6 separate regions of the Mus musculus genome follow, and all the other regions are linked to region 1. The links are chromatin contacts, called in public Hi-C, HiChIP or PLAC-seq and promoter capture Hi-C maps. All regions are on one chromosome and are shown on one strand. Each heading gives the region's core, a stretch centred on a gene start, on an enhancer-like site or on the middle of the called end of the contact. The rest is flanking DNA. Distances are from core to core; before and after follow the strand shown. Region 1 has its middle 20 kb from the start of Syf2. Region 2 holds the start of Rcan3 (regulator of calcineurin 3). Region 3 holds the start of Mtfr1l (mitochondrial fission regulator 1-like). Region 4 overlaps Srrm1 (serine/arginine repetitive matrix 1). Region 5 holds the start of Clic4 (chloride intracellular channel 4 (mitochondrial)). Region 6 overlaps Clic4 (chloride intracellular channel 4 (mitochondrial)).

What was found. Promoter capture Hi-C pulls out the DNA fragments that hold promoters and counts their contacts. A called contact is a pair of places that touch in the nucleus more often than the background predicts. HiChIP or PLAC-seq counts read pairs in DNA pulled down with a chosen protein or histone mark.
Region 2: a contact with region 1 is called in a FOXA1 HiChIP or PLAC-seq map of pancreatic cancer cells. The contact joins the promoter of Rcan3 here to the enhancer-like site in region 1. A contact is called at or near these places in 7 of 39 promoter capture datasets (the 3T3-L1 cell line, the C10 cell line, embryonic stem cells and 4 more), 2 of 484 Hi-C or Micro-C datasets (the HPC-7 cell line and cortical neurons), 9 of 115 datasets of contacts at active chromatin or transcription factors (DN3 thymocytes, the SCID.adh cell line, T-cell acute lymphoblastic leukemia and 6 more) and 3 of 9 other capture datasets (liver, macrophages and pancreatic islet).
Region 3: a contact with region 1 is called in a Hi-C map of CD4 T cells, with 2.6 times the contacts expected there. The contact joins the promoter of Mtfr1l here to the enhancer-like site in region 1. A contact is called at or near these places in 2 of 39 promoter capture datasets (the C10 cell line and liver), 3 of 484 Hi-C or Micro-C datasets (CD4 T cells, CD8 T cells and embryonic stem cells) and 1 of 9 other capture datasets (embryonic stem cells).
Region 4: a contact with region 1 is called in an H3K4me3 HiChIP or PLAC-seq map of bone marrow-derived macrophages, with 8 times the contacts expected there. The contact joins two enhancer-like sites. A contact is called at or near these places in 15 of 39 promoter capture datasets (the 3T3-L1 cell line, 3T3-L1-derived adipocytes, the C10 cell line and 10 more), 94 of 484 Hi-C or Micro-C datasets (the 3T3-L1 cell line, the 63-12 cell line, the AML12 cell line and 61 more), 30 of 115 datasets of contacts at active chromatin or transcription factors (the 230-238 cell line, CD8 T cells, the HPC-7 cell line and 24 more) and 4 of 9 other capture datasets (adipose tissue, embryonic stem cells, liver and 1 more).
Region 5: a promoter capture Hi-C map of the HPC-7 cell line shows a contact between it and region 1. The contact joins the promoter of Clic4 here to the enhancer-like site in region 1. A contact is called at or near these places in 11 of 39 promoter capture datasets (the 3T3-L1 cell line, 3T3-L1-derived adipocytes, the C10 cell line and 7 more), 1 of 15 datasets of contacts at CTCF or cohesin (the NIH/3T3 cell line), 10 of 484 Hi-C or Micro-C datasets (CD4 T cells, Sertoli cells, Th1 cells and 7 more), 33 of 115 datasets of contacts at active chromatin or transcription factors (the 230-238 cell line, the NIH/3T3 cell line, the SCID.adh cell line and 25 more) and 2 of 9 other capture datasets (adipose tissue and pancreatic islet).
Region 6: a FOXA1 HiChIP or PLAC-seq map of pancreatic cancer cells shows a contact between it and region 1. The contact joins two enhancer-like sites. A contact is called at or near these places in 1 of 15 datasets of contacts at CTCF or cohesin (the NIH/3T3 cell line) and 16 of 115 datasets of contacts at active chromatin or transcription factors (the NIH/3T3 cell line, bone marrow-derived macrophages, embryonic basal ganglia and 9 more).

The regions. Positions count from the first base shown.
Region 1 is chr4:134,949,511-134,952,055 of GRCm38.p6, forward strand. No RefSeq gene overlaps it. Among named protein-coding and RNA genes, the nearest start is that of Syf2, 20 kb to the left of the region's middle. Within about 2 kb of position 1,276, at least 78 of the 459 cell types and tissues checked have an H3K27ac peak or open chromatin away from gene starts, as enhancers often do. A contact at or near this core is called in DN3 thymocytes, the HPC-7 cell line, Sertoli cells and 11 more, where this site is marked.
Region 2 is chr4:135,432,522-135,435,066 of GRCm38.p6, forward strand. Rcan3 (regulator of calcineurin 3) reads right to left here and starts at 1,284. Exons shown (of 5, transcript NM_022980.4): 1 at 1,091-1,284.
Region 3 is chr4:134,534,107-134,536,651 of GRCm38.p6, forward strand. It overlaps Mtfr1l (mitochondrial fission regulator 1-like), which reads right to left and starts at 1,281. Exons shown (of 7, transcript NM_029759.4): 1 at 1,144-1,281.
Region 4 is chr4:135,334,267-135,336,811 of GRCm38.p6, forward strand. All of the region lies in intron 9 of Srrm1 (serine/arginine repetitive matrix 1), which reads right to left. Among named protein-coding and RNA genes, the nearest start is that of Srrm1, 18 kb to the right of the region's middle. Within about 2 kb of position 1,270, at least 21 of the 459 cell types and tissues checked have an H3K27ac peak or open chromatin away from gene starts, as enhancers often do.
Region 5 is chr4:135,271,486-135,274,030 of GRCm38.p6, forward strand. Clic4 (chloride intracellular channel 4 (mitochondrial)) reads right to left here and starts at 1,275. Exons shown (of 6, transcript NM_013885.2): 1 at 1,033-1,275. The coding sequence starts at 1,104.
Region 6 is chr4:135,246,555-135,249,099 of GRCm38.p6, forward strand. The region is part of intron 1 of Clic4 (chloride intracellular channel 4 (mitochondrial)); the gene reads right to left. Among named protein-coding and RNA genes, the nearest start is that of Clic4, 25 kb to the right of the region's middle. Within about 2 kb of position 1,262, at least 75 of the 459 cell types and tissues checked have an H3K27ac peak or open chromatin away from gene starts, as enhancers often do. A contact at or near this core is called in bone marrow-derived macrophages and pancreatic cancer cells, where this site is marked.

The sequences.
Region 1 (2,545 bases), core at 26-2,525:
AGCCCTGTCTACCCGCAGGCTCCTTCCACCTTGAAGGTCTAATTGTGCTAGCTTGGTTTTTCTTTTCTAGGCTGGCCGCTGGGCTTTGCAGTCTTATTTAAGTTCTGATATTATTATCCTTCCTAGTAGGACCCTAATTAATTAATCATATAGAATCGGTTCCCCATTTAGCCCATTAAGTTATATGAGAGGAGCCAGAAGCTTCTATAAGGTGTGGCAGTGGCCGGCTGTGGGCATGGACCAACCATCTCTGAGACATGGGGCATAGGGGTCAAAGGTGAGAGGTCTGTCTTTAGAATTGGGGTACCTGCAATTTGTCCTGATGGGGCTATGTGAAGGAAATTAGATAAAAAATGAGACGAAGTTCAGGTTTTAGTTTTTAGCCTTGGCTGCCTTAGGTCTGGGCTCTTGAGTCTACCCTGAGGATGGCTTTGGCTGGGAAAAGTCTCTCAGTGCCACCAACAGACATCTTATTCCTGGTGTTTGGGGAGTGTTGATGGGTGAATCCACAGAAGACCCCTTAGGAAAGAACCTGTGGGCAACCAGGAAGCAGACTCCCCCCAGCCCCTCGCTCCGCTGCTCACAGGTGGAAAGTGTAGGCAATTAGACCCCTTCAAGGGGCAGAAAGTGCTTGGTCACGTGATCTTCAGGGAGGAGGAAGCCCCCGTACTCAGAGGATGCACGCTTTGCACAGTGTATTTATTTATTAAAGATTTATTTATTTATTATATCTAAGTACAATGTAGCTGTCTTCAGATGCACCAGAAGAGGGCGTCAGATCTCATTATGGATGGTTGTGAGTCACCATGTGGTTGCTGGGACTTGAACTCAGGACCTCTGGAAGAGCAGTTAGTGCTCTTACCCGCTGAGCCATCTCTCCAGCCCTGACTTGGGCAATTTCTTACTGAATTAACTGGTCTCTTCATGGGCTCCTGAGAACCTGTCCCCAGTGAGGGACCTCCAGAGGAAAGGGCTGGGGAGTAGCCACAGTGTCTGCTGGCTGGGCAGGTCTGTGGGACCCTGCGCACAGTGGGACTGGGATTTGGAGCTGAGACTCAAGGGCTAATCCCTGGGCACACATCTTATTGTCCCTGAACTGAGGCTCTTTACAGAGGTCTCAGTGCCACCATCTGCTACTCTGAACTCCCTGAGCCCGCCAGAGCTCGGTTACCACATGGTGTTTGCTTATTTGAGAGGCTTTTCTGCAGATGCCCTGGCCTGGATGGCTGGCTGGCCGCTGACAGTTATTTTTGTTCTGTGTGTATGCTGCCCCCCTTTGGCGCCTCTCTGTAGGACTTGGGGGGGGGGGAACACATTGAGAGCAGGCCAGGTCCTTGGAGGCTCAGACTGGAGCTGGCCCCTCACATTCATGCTGCCTGTCAGAGCTGTCTTCCAATGCCTGCCAGGTGGCCCCGTCCAGGAGCATGCCCAACAGCTGCAGAAAGCAGGCTGGGCCAGGCAGGTTCAGCCCACAGACGGAGGGAGGCAAATTGCTTCTGAAGGAAACACGGAAATAACTGGTAATGACTCCTGCCTGGCCTCTGCTGGCATCGCTCCCAATCTGGCGAAAGACTTCAGACGGATTTCTACTGTTCCGGATTTGGCCAATCCAGAAGAACCCTTTTATTTTAAAAATTTATTGATTGATTGATTTTTAGATCCTACATAAATATATTTTCCTTCAGGTTGGTACCTTTGTATAATTAGGACTCATTTAACCTCACTCTTTTAAAAATTTGTTTATTTTTATTTTATGTGACTCATGTGTGCTGTTTTTAAAATGAATGTATGCATGTGTATCATGTATGCACGTGGTGTCCTTGGAGGTCAGAAGATGTTGGGTGTCTGACCCCTGACACTAAAATTATGGGTGGTGGTGAACCACTATAGGGGTACAGGGAACTCAACCTAGGGCCTCCGCAAGAACAGGGCCCTTAACCACTGGGCCATTTCTTTGGCTTCTTGTTGCCTTCTCTTTAAAGTCAGGGGACTTTGAAGGTGGCCTCCTTTGCTGTCTCAGAGTCTTGTATTAGAGAGGGAGTGAGAACTGGTGATGAGAGCAGGTGGAGCACAGCCACAGTGCTCCTGGTGATGGGGGCAGGTGGAGCACAGCCACAGTGCTCCTGGTGATGGGGGCAGGTGGAGCACAGCCACAGTGTTCCTGGTGATGAGGGCAGGTGGAGCACAGCCACAGTGCTCCTGGTGAGGGGAGCAGGTGGAACACAGCCACAGTGCTCCTGGTGTGGGGAGCAGGTGGAGCACAGCCACAGTGCTCCTGGTGAGGGGAGCAGGTGGAGCACAGCCACAGTGCTCCTGGTGAGGGGAGCAGGTGGAGCACAGCCACAGTGCTCCTGGTGAGGGGAGCAGGTGGAGCACAGCCACAGTGCTCCTGGTGTGGGGAGCAGGTGGAGCACAGCCACAGTGCTCCTGGTGAGGGGAGCAGGTGGAGCACAGCCACAGTGCTCCTGGTGTGGGGAGCAGGTGGAGCACAGCCACAGTGCTCCTGGTGAGGGGAGCAGGTGGAGCACAGCCACAGTGCTCCTGG
Region 2 (2,545 bases), core at 34-2,533, 480 kb after region 1:
GTTTATATGTGTGTTTGACTGTGGCCTCAGCAACACTCAGGTATTAGTCAAAGGACAACTTGCAAAAGCTGATTCTCTCCTCCTGCCATGTTGATCCCCGGGATCCGGGAACTCCAACTGTCAGGCTTTGCAGTAAGTGTGTCTGTCTGTACCAGCTGAGCCATCTCATAGGACTACATATTGATATATTGGACTAGAGGTAATGGCATTGTGTTAAGATAGGTTTTATTTTGTTTTGTTGGGCAGGACCGTATTATGTAGTCCAGACTAGTCTCCCACTTGCTAATATTATAAACGTGTGCCACACCCAGTTCTTAAAATAACATTTTAAAGTAATCACTAATCATAGCTACAGATGGTCAATTACTTCTCTGGCCAACTAGTAGATGAGAGACTTCTACGAAAAGTTCAAGTAAATGTATTGTCCTAGATAGCCTTCAATATTGGGACGCGAATATATATATATTTGGTTTTAAACCCTACAATAAAACATCACTCTACATAATCCTAGTTTGAATCTGAAACATGGACGTGAGCCGCTAGAATCTTAATCCCCAGAGGAGATGATGAGATTTCGCACGGAAGCTGGAACCCCACAACCTGGAAACAGACAGCTATTGAAGGGTTCAAGAGGAAGCGGACAAGTTTCCAGATGCCAGGGAAGCAGAGAAGCACGAGGATTCCTGCATCCTGGGGGAGGGGAGGAGAGAGGGGAGTGGGGCTTCCACCTGCTGCCAGGAGGGTTTTACTAGCCACACCTTCCCTGCCCTCCGGGAGGGGGGGGCCAGGTTGGGCCTGACATCTTTCAAAAAGTCGAACTGCGGGTGGAGAAATTGCTGGTGGAGGAGAAAGGACCTGGGGGCGAGGGTTGTTTTGCAGGACGTTACCCCGAAGCTGCTGGGGGAGATCCTGGGCATCAGGCGGTTGGTCCTTAGCAACGTCTAGGGGGTTCCTGGAGGATCTGGGCAGCTGCTGCTCTAGCTGAGGCTGCTTTAACTTTCAGGGATCCTGGGGATCCATCACCCAGAGCTGCTGCAAACCTGTTCCGAGCGGCCGCGACCCGGCCCCGCCCTGCGAAGGGGAGACTCACCTGTGCGCTCGAGGGGAGAGGCCCGAGGGGGGATGCCCACGAGCGCGGCCTGGGGCGGACAGACCCTCACCACCCGGAGCCACCACGCCCTCAACGCGGGCCGCAGCGGCCGCCTCAGCCGGCGACACGGGCGGTGACCTAGGGCTGAGCGAGGTTGCCAGCGTCGCGCGCGCTCCCGGGCCCGCGCGCCTCGCGCCCTCCCTGGGTTCCTCGCGCCCAGGGGGCGCGCTGCGCCGGCGCACAGACAGGAGGGCGGGGCTGACAGCTGGGTGGGCGGGAGTCGCCGAGTGGTGGGCGGGGCTCTGGGGGCGGGGGTGGGTTCTGCGCGCGCGCATTCGCCTGCTCCTCTTGGCTGGCTGGCACTGGCTTTGAGGGACTTGGGCCGGCACTCTTTTTTTTTTTTTTTCCCACCCCCCCTGGGCCGGCACTCTTAAGGCAGAGGCTTTCCTTGACCTCCAGAACGGGACTTTTGATGTCCCCTTGGTATCCGCCGCCCCCAAGAAACATTTTCTCTCTCTTTTTGCTGACCTCACGTGACAGTGACAGGAACAGCTAGCCGGGATACTAGGAACCTTCTCGGGGCGGGTTCCTGTGAGCTTAACCCGGGGTAGCCTTCTAGGAACCTGGCAGCCGGATGTGCCCGACCTCGCCCCGCAGCTCCCGTCGCCCAGTAGAGGCGATGGCGACGTGGCTGTGCTATGGGTGTCACCAGGTGTGTGACTGCGCGCGCCCCATCCCTCCCTCCATTGCACCCAGCACAGATGTACAATATTAATGATATTTGCGTTTGCCTTTCCACACAGTCTTGCTTATCTCCCTTGGAGATAATGGAACATTAATTATGTCTAGGTCAGGGTTTAGGCTAGTAGTAGCGCCGAGGCTGGCTGGCATTTTAATTTTAATTGCTGTTGCTGAGACCAGCCTGTCAGGGAGCTGTGCCCTCTTCCAGCTCACAAACTGGATGAACGGTACAGAGCTGGAGAACTCTCAGCTCCCGCTAGAAGGATTCTGCTCTGCTATCCAGGCCGTATGGCTCAGTTCTGAGGGTCCTTGCTCCCAACCCCGGACGCACGTGATGGAAGGAGAGAACTCCTGCAAGTGTTCTCTGACTTCCACACGGCTGCCCTTCTGAATAATAAACAAATAATAAATAGAAAATCAGCTTTTGTCATTTACGCAAGACCCTTCATAGGACAAATGAAACAAGGGGGTCAAAACTAAGGACACAGTGTTGTCACTCGGTGAGAGTCATGGGCACAAAATGCAGGGCATAGCATCCTCGTCAGAGTGACTCCCATAGTGTCCCCCACAGGATCACAGTGTTGTATCCCTTTTGCTTTAGGAAGTTTCTGCAGCTTTCCACCCTGAGGCTCCTGATTAAACTTGACTTAACACGTCAAGTTCTTCACTTTTTCATCAAAGAATTATGGAGAGTGACTTCTATACTCACATCAA
Region 3 (2,545 bases), core at 31-2,530, 420 kb before region 1:
GTGTTTAAATCTTTCAACTCTCTTCTAGACTCCACAGTCCTGCCAGCAGGATATACCCCATCTTCCAGCTCTCTTAAGACCAAGCTCTAATACAGTTTGGCAAGTACACGATCTGCGACCATACTCACTCCCTAGTCTTCTGCTGGGGCCATGCTACTACCGGGCTACCAGCTCCCAACACACCTATCTGTGCCCCAGTCTATACCACTGCCTCTGTGGGACCCAACTTATCCAGCTTATCTCAGTCCCTCAGCACCCAGCTCATCCATCACTCTGTCCCTGGCAGCCTGGGGTTCGCAGTTCACTCCGTGGCAGCCTGGATCGCCTTCCGAGGGTGCTCAAAACAGAAATGGAAGTAACCGAACGGCCCATATCCCGGCCTCCGGCAGCCGCTGTAAGCACTTGGCTTGCTTTTAAGAAACCGCTGTAGGCGACACTAACTTGGCTTCGAGGCCCCGCCCCCCGCGTGCCCGCTAGACGCTCTAGCCGGTTCCGCAGCCCCGGCTCTCCCTCCGCACATCGGCGCTGCCGCAGCTCCTTCTGCGCTGGCCGTGCCCGCGTCTTCCCGTGCGGCCACTCTCGGCAGACCCTCTCTGCTCCGAGAGCGCCTCGACCCGGCAGGTCCTGGGCCAGGGAGAAACTTTAGCCCAGCGGTGCCCGGCGGACACCCGGGCAGAGCGCGCGAGGGTCTCACGAGGCGCCGGTGGCCAGCAAGATGCAGCCCCCTGCGCCCTCAACGACGGGTCCCCACCCCCGCGACGGCGACCCGGCCCGGGCCAAGGTCGGCCAAGTTCCTACCGCGCGTCCAGCGGCCCTTGGACCCGCGGGCCGGGCCGGGCCGCTCAGTAGCCTCCAGGCCGGCGTAGGTCCCAGATACGCCGCGCGGCCCGGGGCGTACCGCGCTCCAACGGCTGGGGCGACCCCAACCGCTGGGTGACACGGCCAGCAACTACGCCTGGGGACCAGTGCCCTCACCGAGGGGGGCAGACAGCGGCGACTCCCGCGAGAACTTGCACGGGAACAGGGAACGCGTGCTCCCCTGCGCCGGGACGGAGACGCCGGCGACGGCCCAGGGCGCTCACCGAGCCCGTCTCCTGTGGGACCCCGCATCGGGCTTAGCCCGGACTCCAGCGCCACACTCACCTCAGCCCCTCCTACCCCAGCGGGCGGCCCGGCCTCGAAGTCCCTCACTTCCGCTGACCCGCCTCCGGAAGCAATCATTTGCAGCTGCGCGGCGAGCACCACGCCCAGGAGAGGCGGGCCTAGAGAGGGGCCCGGAATGGACGCGGGCTCTGAGTGGACGGCAGACCGGCCAGGAGGCCACACCCCTCCCCGGGCCACGCCCTCACCCCTCCGGGGGAGGGCACGAAGTCTGTGCGCGCATCCCGCTGGAGTTTTCCTCCCAAGTTTAGTTGCTGCCGTAGGAGTTGCTTCCCGTGTTTAGTGTCAACAAACTTCTGGGAAGCGGTAGTCTGCCAGTGTTGCTGCTCAGCACTGGAAATAGTCCATACTCCTGCTGCAGATCTCCGAATCCTCTCATCTTGGCATTTCAGCCTTTCCTATCTAGTCTGGACCCTCGTCCCATTTCATGCTCCCCCAGATACATCCCCCAGCAAAAATGGCTGCTTTCGCCTTTCAGGCATGCCCTCCAGTGCTTCGGAATAGCTGTCTTCTATTTTAAAGTTCTCTGTCTCACACACGCTCATACACGTACACACGTGTGCAGCATAGTTCAGTCTGTTAATGAGATGGGTGGATTGATGGCACTCGGAGACACCAAAGCTCTCAAGGTCGCTCTTTCTACCGGTCTCCATGGCATCCAGTTAATGGGCATACACTTTCTTCTCTGCACGTGGCTTTGCCTGACTCACCAGTTCTCCCAAAGCCTATAATCCCCACCTGCCAGGGACAAATCTTTTGGATTCGTGGGTGGACAGCTTTGTGCAGTCACAATGGGCATTATGCCCAGACCTGCCTTACTACACCCATACATGCTTTATTTCTCTATTGTTGTCCTCTGGAAATTACAGTTATATGTTGCTGAAGAACGGGTACTCTTTGGGAAACGTGTCCTTAGGTGACTGAGTTACACAAACATTATAGAGTGAGTACGTACACACACCTACAGAATATACTACATCCTAGGTGAATTGGTAAAGCCTATTGCTCCAGGCTACAAAAACCTGCACAGTTGCAACTGTGCTAAATCCCAGGGAAGTTGTATCACAATTGTAGACATTTACTTCTAAACACCGGTAGGGCACATGCCAAGATAGATAGCTGGAATTTCTCAGCTCCTTTTTGATTGTTGGGTATCACTGTCAGATAGTCTATCAGCGACAAAGCCACTGATAGAACCTAGTGGGGAAACCCCCACTCAATTCCCGATTCGGTGTGCACCCAAAAAATCACGAAGGACCATCTTGATGGAATTAAATGAGGTCGTTTAATTACGGAGCTCCGGACCGACATGCATCCCACACAGGAGATAACGGATGTCGGCCACGAGGCTGGAAAGCTAGGGGTTTTTATGGGGTAAGGGGCT
Region 4 (2,545 bases), core at 20-2,519, 380 kb after region 1:
TTTTATATGACTAGTAAACTTTGATAAACTATTTGATTAGAAAACAGTTATTATTATTTCATACTATAAATTCTATCATAGACTACCACGATGATCCCCAAGAACTGGATCTAGCACTGAGGAACCTACTGCATAACCTCACAGCAAGCCCTGCATCCCTGAGCTCATTCTTGCAGTTAATGACTCCATCTGCTGAAGTTACCTGGACAAACTACTGAACTGGGCAGAGAATGCCTAACACCTGAAGTCCCAGAGATCATAAAGTAAGGGGCTGGAGTGACTCAGTGGTCACGAGCACTGCTGCTCTGACAGAGGATTTAATTTGGTTTGCAGCACCTGCCTGAGGAGCTCATAGAGCCACCTGCAACTTCAGCTCGAGGTGAGTCCTCTTCTGGCCTATACACACCTGCACAGCGTGTATATGCCTACCACTGAACACAAGTCATTTTAAAAATCCCAACACAAAGCCGGGCGTGGTGGCGTACGCCTTTAATCCCAGCACTGGGGAAGCAGAGGTAGGCGGATTTCTGAGTTCAAGGCCAGCCTGGTCTACAAAGTGAGTTCCAGGACAGCCAGGGCTACACAGAGACACCCTGTCTCGAAAAACCAAAAAAAAACCAAAAAAAAAAATCCCAACACATAGGAGGCTAAAACAGGACTGCCTGTCTCGATTACATAAAAAGACTTTTATAGAACTAAAATCAAAACCAAACAAACAAAAGGCTCACGTGCACACACACAATCTAAGAGGCCCAAAGTGGCTTGATTTTAAGAAGAAAATGAAGTGGTTATCCCTACAAGATAATTGGTGTATATCTACAGAATAAATAAAATAACTAAACTACAACATCGCTTTTATTTATCTTGAGAGAAGATCTGGCCTCAAACTGGCTATGTAATACTGGAATTAAGAACTACACCCTTGCCAGGCGTGGTGGCACAGGCCTTTAATCCCAGCACTTGGGAGGCAGAGGCAGGCGGATTTCTGAGTTCGAGGCCAGCCTGGTCTACAGAGTGAGTTCCAGGACAGCCAGGGCTACACAGAGAAACCCTGTCTCAAAAAAAAAAAAAAAAAGAACTACACCCTTAGCTGGGCAGTGGTGGAGCACAACTTTATAATCCCAGGACTTAGGATGCAGAGGCAGAGGGATCTCTAAAACCAGCCTAATCCACAACAGAGTCCCAACACAGCCAGGGCTACAGAGAAACTGTTCAGGGGCTAGGGGTGAGGCGTGCCATCACATGGAGCCAACATTATGTATTCTGTTAAACAGAGTGAATAAACACATGGGAGGGTCACCGTGACTTAGTGTCTCATTAAGTCTTTGACACTATTATAGCATACACTTTATCCTTCCACTCAAGAAAAAGCATTATAGTAAGTAACATCTGTTTCTTTATTTTTCTAAATGACATTTTTTCCCTTTACTTACTGTTATGTTAATAGCGTTTTTAATAATTCAAAGAACAAATTGTCCTCGTTGGAAATTCAAGAGACCAATTCTAAAACCGGAACTTTAAAGCACTTCAAGAGTCCTATTAATTATTAACCTCAGATTGCCCAAAAGATAACCTGTGAAGTTAAGTTACTATATAACCAGAAATAGGAGAATACATGATGCACCCACAGAGCACAACCCCGCTGACTTAAAAGGACAGGCTGTAGCAGGACACTCGACTCAGGACAAGTCCATGCAGCGCCCAGATCAGGAGCAATTCAAGTCCCTCCAAGGCCCCTCAGACGGGTCTGTAAACTGTACTCAATGACTGACTTCCAAATTCCCCCTCTTTTCTTTCCTTACTCTTAGATCATTAGCACATTATCAACAATAGATCCTAAGATGGCCAATTAACAACTGGTATATATAGGAAACACAACCAGGAACTCTATTACATCACAGCAGTACCACAATCCTATGTATCCAGAGACTCCAACATAGCATTTCTGATCACAGTACCTAGTAGAGAAGCCAAAGAACTTCTTCATTCCACCCTTCACCTTCCTCCCTAGTCGTCGGAGGTAGCAATTTGGCAAGTCTCACTGTGTAACTGGGAAGGGACGCTTTAAACTCTTTAACTAACTAACCTTGACTAAGTCACTCAACCAAAGAACCTGACAACTGGTAAGGTCTTTTCTAACTCTCAAATTTCAACACTAAGGTCATTTCCACATAGCTCAAACCAATCTTAAGCTTCAATGGACATAAAACAGACTATAAACTGCCCACAGTTCAACTGTCTGGCTAAAGCAGTGGTCCCCAAGTGCACAAGAATACACAACAGGTCTCTGTTCCCCACAACGGCCGTCTCTGGAATGCAGTTATCTATCTATCTTGTACACATGTGTACAAGGTGTGTGTCAGAGCAGGAGCCTGGCACCTGTGCAGATGAATAAAAAGGTAACTAAAAGTTCCAACTGTGGCCTATTCAACAGTTAACTCCTTCTGCCTAGGTAATATAATCTAAATGAAAAATGTATTTCTCTAAAATAATTGTGAGAACTCCAAAAAGCTTTCTAGCTCTAAACCCTTGTAAAGTCCACAGG
Region 5 (2,545 bases), core at 25-2,524, 320 kb after region 1:
AGGCGCGGAGAGCAGTCAGAGAAGCGTTTCTAGGCGAAGAAGGCAGCTCCAGGGTTTACAAACTGAGGAGGGCGAGAGGAATGAACCTTTTTAAGCCCGAGAGAGCGGAGAATTCAGGTTTTCTTTCAAACCAAACGGGCTTGCCTGCCGAGGTGGCAACAGCAAACGAAAGCGGCCAAAAGGTTGCATCATGTGAAAACAGGCGCGCTAGAGAAACAAGAAAACCAGATGGTGGTAAAACACCGGACAGGAAAACCCAAGTCGGGAATCTCTGTATTTTCCGGAAGCCTTGGGGCATCCACCCTTCTTTTCGCTTTTTCTTTTCTTTTCCTTTTTTTTTTTTTTTCTTCTTCTTTGCAGTTAGTTGCCTGGGTTTTGGGTGTGTGTCCGGAGGCTCACATTTGTAACCCAGGCTGGCCTCGAACTCGAGGGACTCCTCAAGCCTCTACTGCTGGGTCATAGCCGAGTCACCACGCCCGCATTAAAAAAATTCTCCCCTCCCCCATGCGGGAGGAGGGCTGGGATGAGGGTCCCTCCTATCCCAGGCTTGCCCTGGGTTTACTAAGCAGCCAAGGCTGGCTCTGAACTCGGGATCTTCCCTAGACCACTTTTCCCAACTGCTGGGTTTACGGCTCCCGGGTCCCTCCTCCCCTTTACTTTATTTAACATTGTATCAAAGTTAAAGTTTCAGTTTCACCCGGGCCAGGCGCTAGCGTTCCAGTAAGTTGGGTGAGCTATCAGCCCCGCGGCCCGAGGCTGGGGCTCGCGGCGGGGTGGGGTCGGACACGGCGAGGAGGGTGACAGTACCCACGCGGCGCAGCTGAGGCGCGTCCCGCCCTGCGGAGTCGCCTCCCTGTCGCCGCGCCCGCAGGGTCCGCCAAGGTCCCGCTGCGAGGCGGGAAGGCGCGGAGCCCAGACAATGGGAATGAGCGCGGGAGGTACGGCGCCGCCTCGGGCTGCGGGGATGCCGCGTGGGGGCGCTTCGGGGTGCGGGGACGTCAGCCCGCGTCGCTCGGGACGGTGAGCGCTCACCTTGACGAAGAGCTCGATGAGGGGCTCTTTGTCCTCCTCCTTCAGCCCGTTCAGGGGCATCGACAGCGCCATGGCCGGTTGGGCTGGGCTCCGCGGACGGCGGCTGCGGCTGTGGCTCCGGGGCTGCTGTGGCTGCGGGTTCCCGCCGCTCGCTCACTCGCTGGCTTGCTCGTTCGCTGGACAGTCCCGGCGTCTGGCTGCCCGTGGCCTCAGATCCTCAGCACCGCCTCACGCCTCGCGCGCGACTCTGAGGGGGTTGCGGTCCCGGCCGCTTCAAACCGCTGGGCGGAGCCCTATGGGCGGGGCGTGGGCGGAGCAGTGGCCAGGATCCTGCAGGGGTGGGGGGGAAATGGGCGGGCCACAGCTGGGGGCGTGGCCTCAGGCGAGGAAGACAGCGGAGCGCTCTAGCTTCCACGGACCGACCACTAGGGAGCCTGGAGGGCGCTGGGGGCGCGGCCTAGGCTGGGCAGCGCGGATTGGCCGGGAGGTCCCCCCGAAGCCACGCCCCTCAGGGGGTGGGCGGGGAAGGTCCCTGGAGCCGGAGCCTGACACCGCCTCTCTCCGCGGCGCAGCTGCTGCTGGTTGGGTGCCAAGTGACCTCATGCGGCGGCCCGCCTCGCGCCCTCTCCCCCGCTGCAGCCGCAGGGACTCATCGTCCCCTCCGGTTCCCGGGGCGGCGGCCTCCTCGGCTACTTCTGTTAGGCGCGGCCGCCTTTTCCTGGAAAACTTTTGCGAAAGTTTTCATGTCCTTAAGAACTTTTTAATCCTTCTGACCGCGGATCTCCTTTCGTGATCCTTCTCTATTTGAAATCAAGATACTCAAAAGTTCTTGTAAAGTCGTCCTGTGTCCCGGGCTCTGAATTAGGCCAAAACGGTGGGACAGCGTCCCGCTCCAGCACAACCCCAGTGCTTGAGGCAGCGCCTGACTCTGAAAACGTTATCCGTGCTGTTTTGCCCCACCTGGACCGATTCCTGTCTTCCGTTCACCTGGAGAAGTTTAATGAGTCACCTGAGTGCCACTCAGCGCGCAGGGGCGAGTACTTTACACCCTGAGGACAGGGGCCTGAGACACGCGGTCTACTGCGGAATTGCCGTCAGTGAATGTCACCTTTGGGAAATTTGCCTTCTGGTTTTCCTTAATCTGCTCATTCTGTGGTACCTCCCAGGCTAGGGTGATGAGTGAGTTGATTAGAAAGGCTAAATTGGGGGATGGAAGCGGGGTGTCATGGTTATCTCACATCCTCTGTGCCTAGTGTGGATCAGAGTGCTTCAACAAATTGGAATGATGTGTAAAAATGCAGTGCAACCTGCAACTACTTTATCCTCACTCAACCCCATCTCCAAGTTGCTAGATTCTGTGAGAAGGATGCTGTGCCCCAGCAATTAGATCCATCAATGCTCCGGAGTAAGGCTGTTTTAAGTTCACAGTTTGGCAGTGGCCTTAAACACCCTAAACCTCGGCCTGATTTGGTGACATATACGTGGCTCTCAGGTGATGGCTCAGGCAGGAGGG
Region 6 (2,545 bases), core at 12-2,511, 300 kb after region 1:
AGGGCACCTGCTCCAAAGTTAAACTCTCCTTTGGACCCTGTTCTTTCAAGGCCAGTAACTGACAGCCAGTTGGTAAATAACAGCGTGTTCCCCTAACTCCCTAGTAAAATGCTTCTTGTTGGCTCAGATGATGCACGCCTTTCATCCCAGCTCCCAGGGAAGCAAAGGCAGGAGGAGCTCTCAGTCCCCACAGGGTCTACTTAGTCCAGGCTAGACAAGGCTACATAGTGAACTCCTTTAGGGAGGGAGGGAGGGAGGGAGGGAGGGAGGGAGGGAGAGACAGATATCCTATATCAAACTAGAGCATGCTCAAAATTAACTAATCCAAGCCAGCTTATAGTCTCATAAAGGCAACCAGACATTGAACTTCCTGAACAGTTGGGCCTGGTGGTACATGCCTTTTTCCAAGGGGATAGGGAAAGGATGCCACAAGCCACCTCAGCCCCGGTGCTTTGTGTTTTGGTGTAATGAGGTCACCATGGCTCTTCCTCTTGCTGGCAGTTCTTATGAAAACGGTACACCTGACAATGTCTGGCTTTAGTCTAAATCACTGGGAATTGAGGAAATTCAGGCTGCATAAAGCGCTTTTCCAGATTACTCTTTAATTTAAAAGGCAAACTGAAGTACAGCGCCTACTGTGCTCCCCTGTCTGGATACCCTTATCCCCAGTCACTACCACGGTCACCTGCAATCGAGCTTAGCGTGGTAACTAAAATGGGCGACTGTCCTCGTCAGCACGGCTACCCACAGTTACGCCTCGTCTTCACTGAGACAAAGTCTCAGGCATCTATTTCCTTGGTAAATGACTAAATTCTGATTCAGCTACCAAATGTGGCTAACTGTTCTATTTTTAAAGAAAAGGCTCCAGCCACACACACAAGTGTTTGTAAAGCTGGGCCTCCTCCCTTAGCCGACTTCCCTGCTGAGATCCTAAGGAGCCCCAGCAACACAACACCGCAGCCCTTCCATCCTGGGCTGTGCAGTCCACAACTAAGATCGGATTCTTCCCGTGGGATTTCATCGCTTCAAACACTGTACTGCTCGTTAGCTTTCTATTGATTATTTAACAAGCGACGCCTATGGGTTGCAAAGAGTGCGCTGGAGGCCATTAACACAGAAAAACTTACTACTTCTTCCCGACATATTTTAATTAAACATTTCAATTAAGGAGCTGGGGTGTGCTTCAGTTGGAGACTTCGTGCCTAGTCCTCAGCACAGCAAACACTGGACACAGCGTCACACACATGTTAACTCCAGACTTGGACGGTGAGATCAGAAGGGTCAGAAACTCAAGGTCACAGCTACACTGAGACATCAAAGCCAGCCTGGGTAACTTAGATTCAGATATAAGATATATTAATTTTCTCATATTCTCTCTCTCTCTCTCTCTCTCTCATTTTTCATTTATTGGACGTGATATTATAGCAGATCCGATAGCATCCTGAGGTTGAAATCAATACCAGTAGTCAGAGCAAAGAGACTCAGAAGGAAACAGCTGGTACCTGATGTGCCCCACACACGGAGACATTTTATCAATGTGTTTCCTTACCTGTTGAAGCCACACTGAACACAGAGTTTCTGTTATTCATGATCACATATTCATGATCACAAGTAGCTAAACCATTACACACACACACACATATACATATAGTCATTTACCTCTAGTTTAGACTGGCTAGAGGGGTGGGGGTTAGCTCAGTGGGTTTAGTTCAGCATTACCACTAAGAACAGAAGGATGAGTGACAAGGAACAAGAAAAGGAACACTCTTTGAATAGAGCAGTGCAGCCAGGGTGCTGTCCACCTACAGTTAGCTCTTTCCCACGGCTGCCATCTAGACTGCTCTAAGCTGTGAGTGAGCTGGTAGCATTTGCCCCCCAAGGTCTGAGGCCAGAACACCTGACAGAACACCGTGTGACTGACTGAAAGGCAGCTCCACTACCCCAGCAGCCTCCAACCGCTGCAGCAGGCGCAGAGCTAACAAAGGGGGAACGAACGGGCCCGATCTCCCGAATCTTTCAGTTTGTAGAAGAAACAGATAATATCAATATAAAACCACTAAGTGCTTAAGGGCAGCCAAATGCTCAGAGAAAAGACAGGGACCTGCTTCAGAGGCAATGCCCACAGACATCTCCTAGATCAAGGAAAATGAAGTTGCTAAGTAGGCTCAGTGAGCACAAGACTAAGCCACAAGACATCTGAAACCACATTAAAGGGCAGATTTTTATGCTCAAAGAAGAAACAATTCATTGGTTTGTTTGACAAATGTTTATCAAGAGCTTTCTTTTTTTGGTTTTTCTTTCCTTTTTTTTTTTTTTTTTTAAAGATTTATTTATTATATATACAGTGTTCTGCCTGCATGCGTGCCTGCAGACCAGAAGGTGGCACCAGATCCCATTACAGATGGTTGTGAGCCACCATGTGGTTGCTGGGAATTGAACTCAGGACCTCTGGAAGAGCAGACAGTGCTCTTAACCACTGAGCCATCTCTCCAGCCCCTCTTTTTGGTTTTTCAAGACAGGGTTTCTCTGTGTAGACCTGGCTATC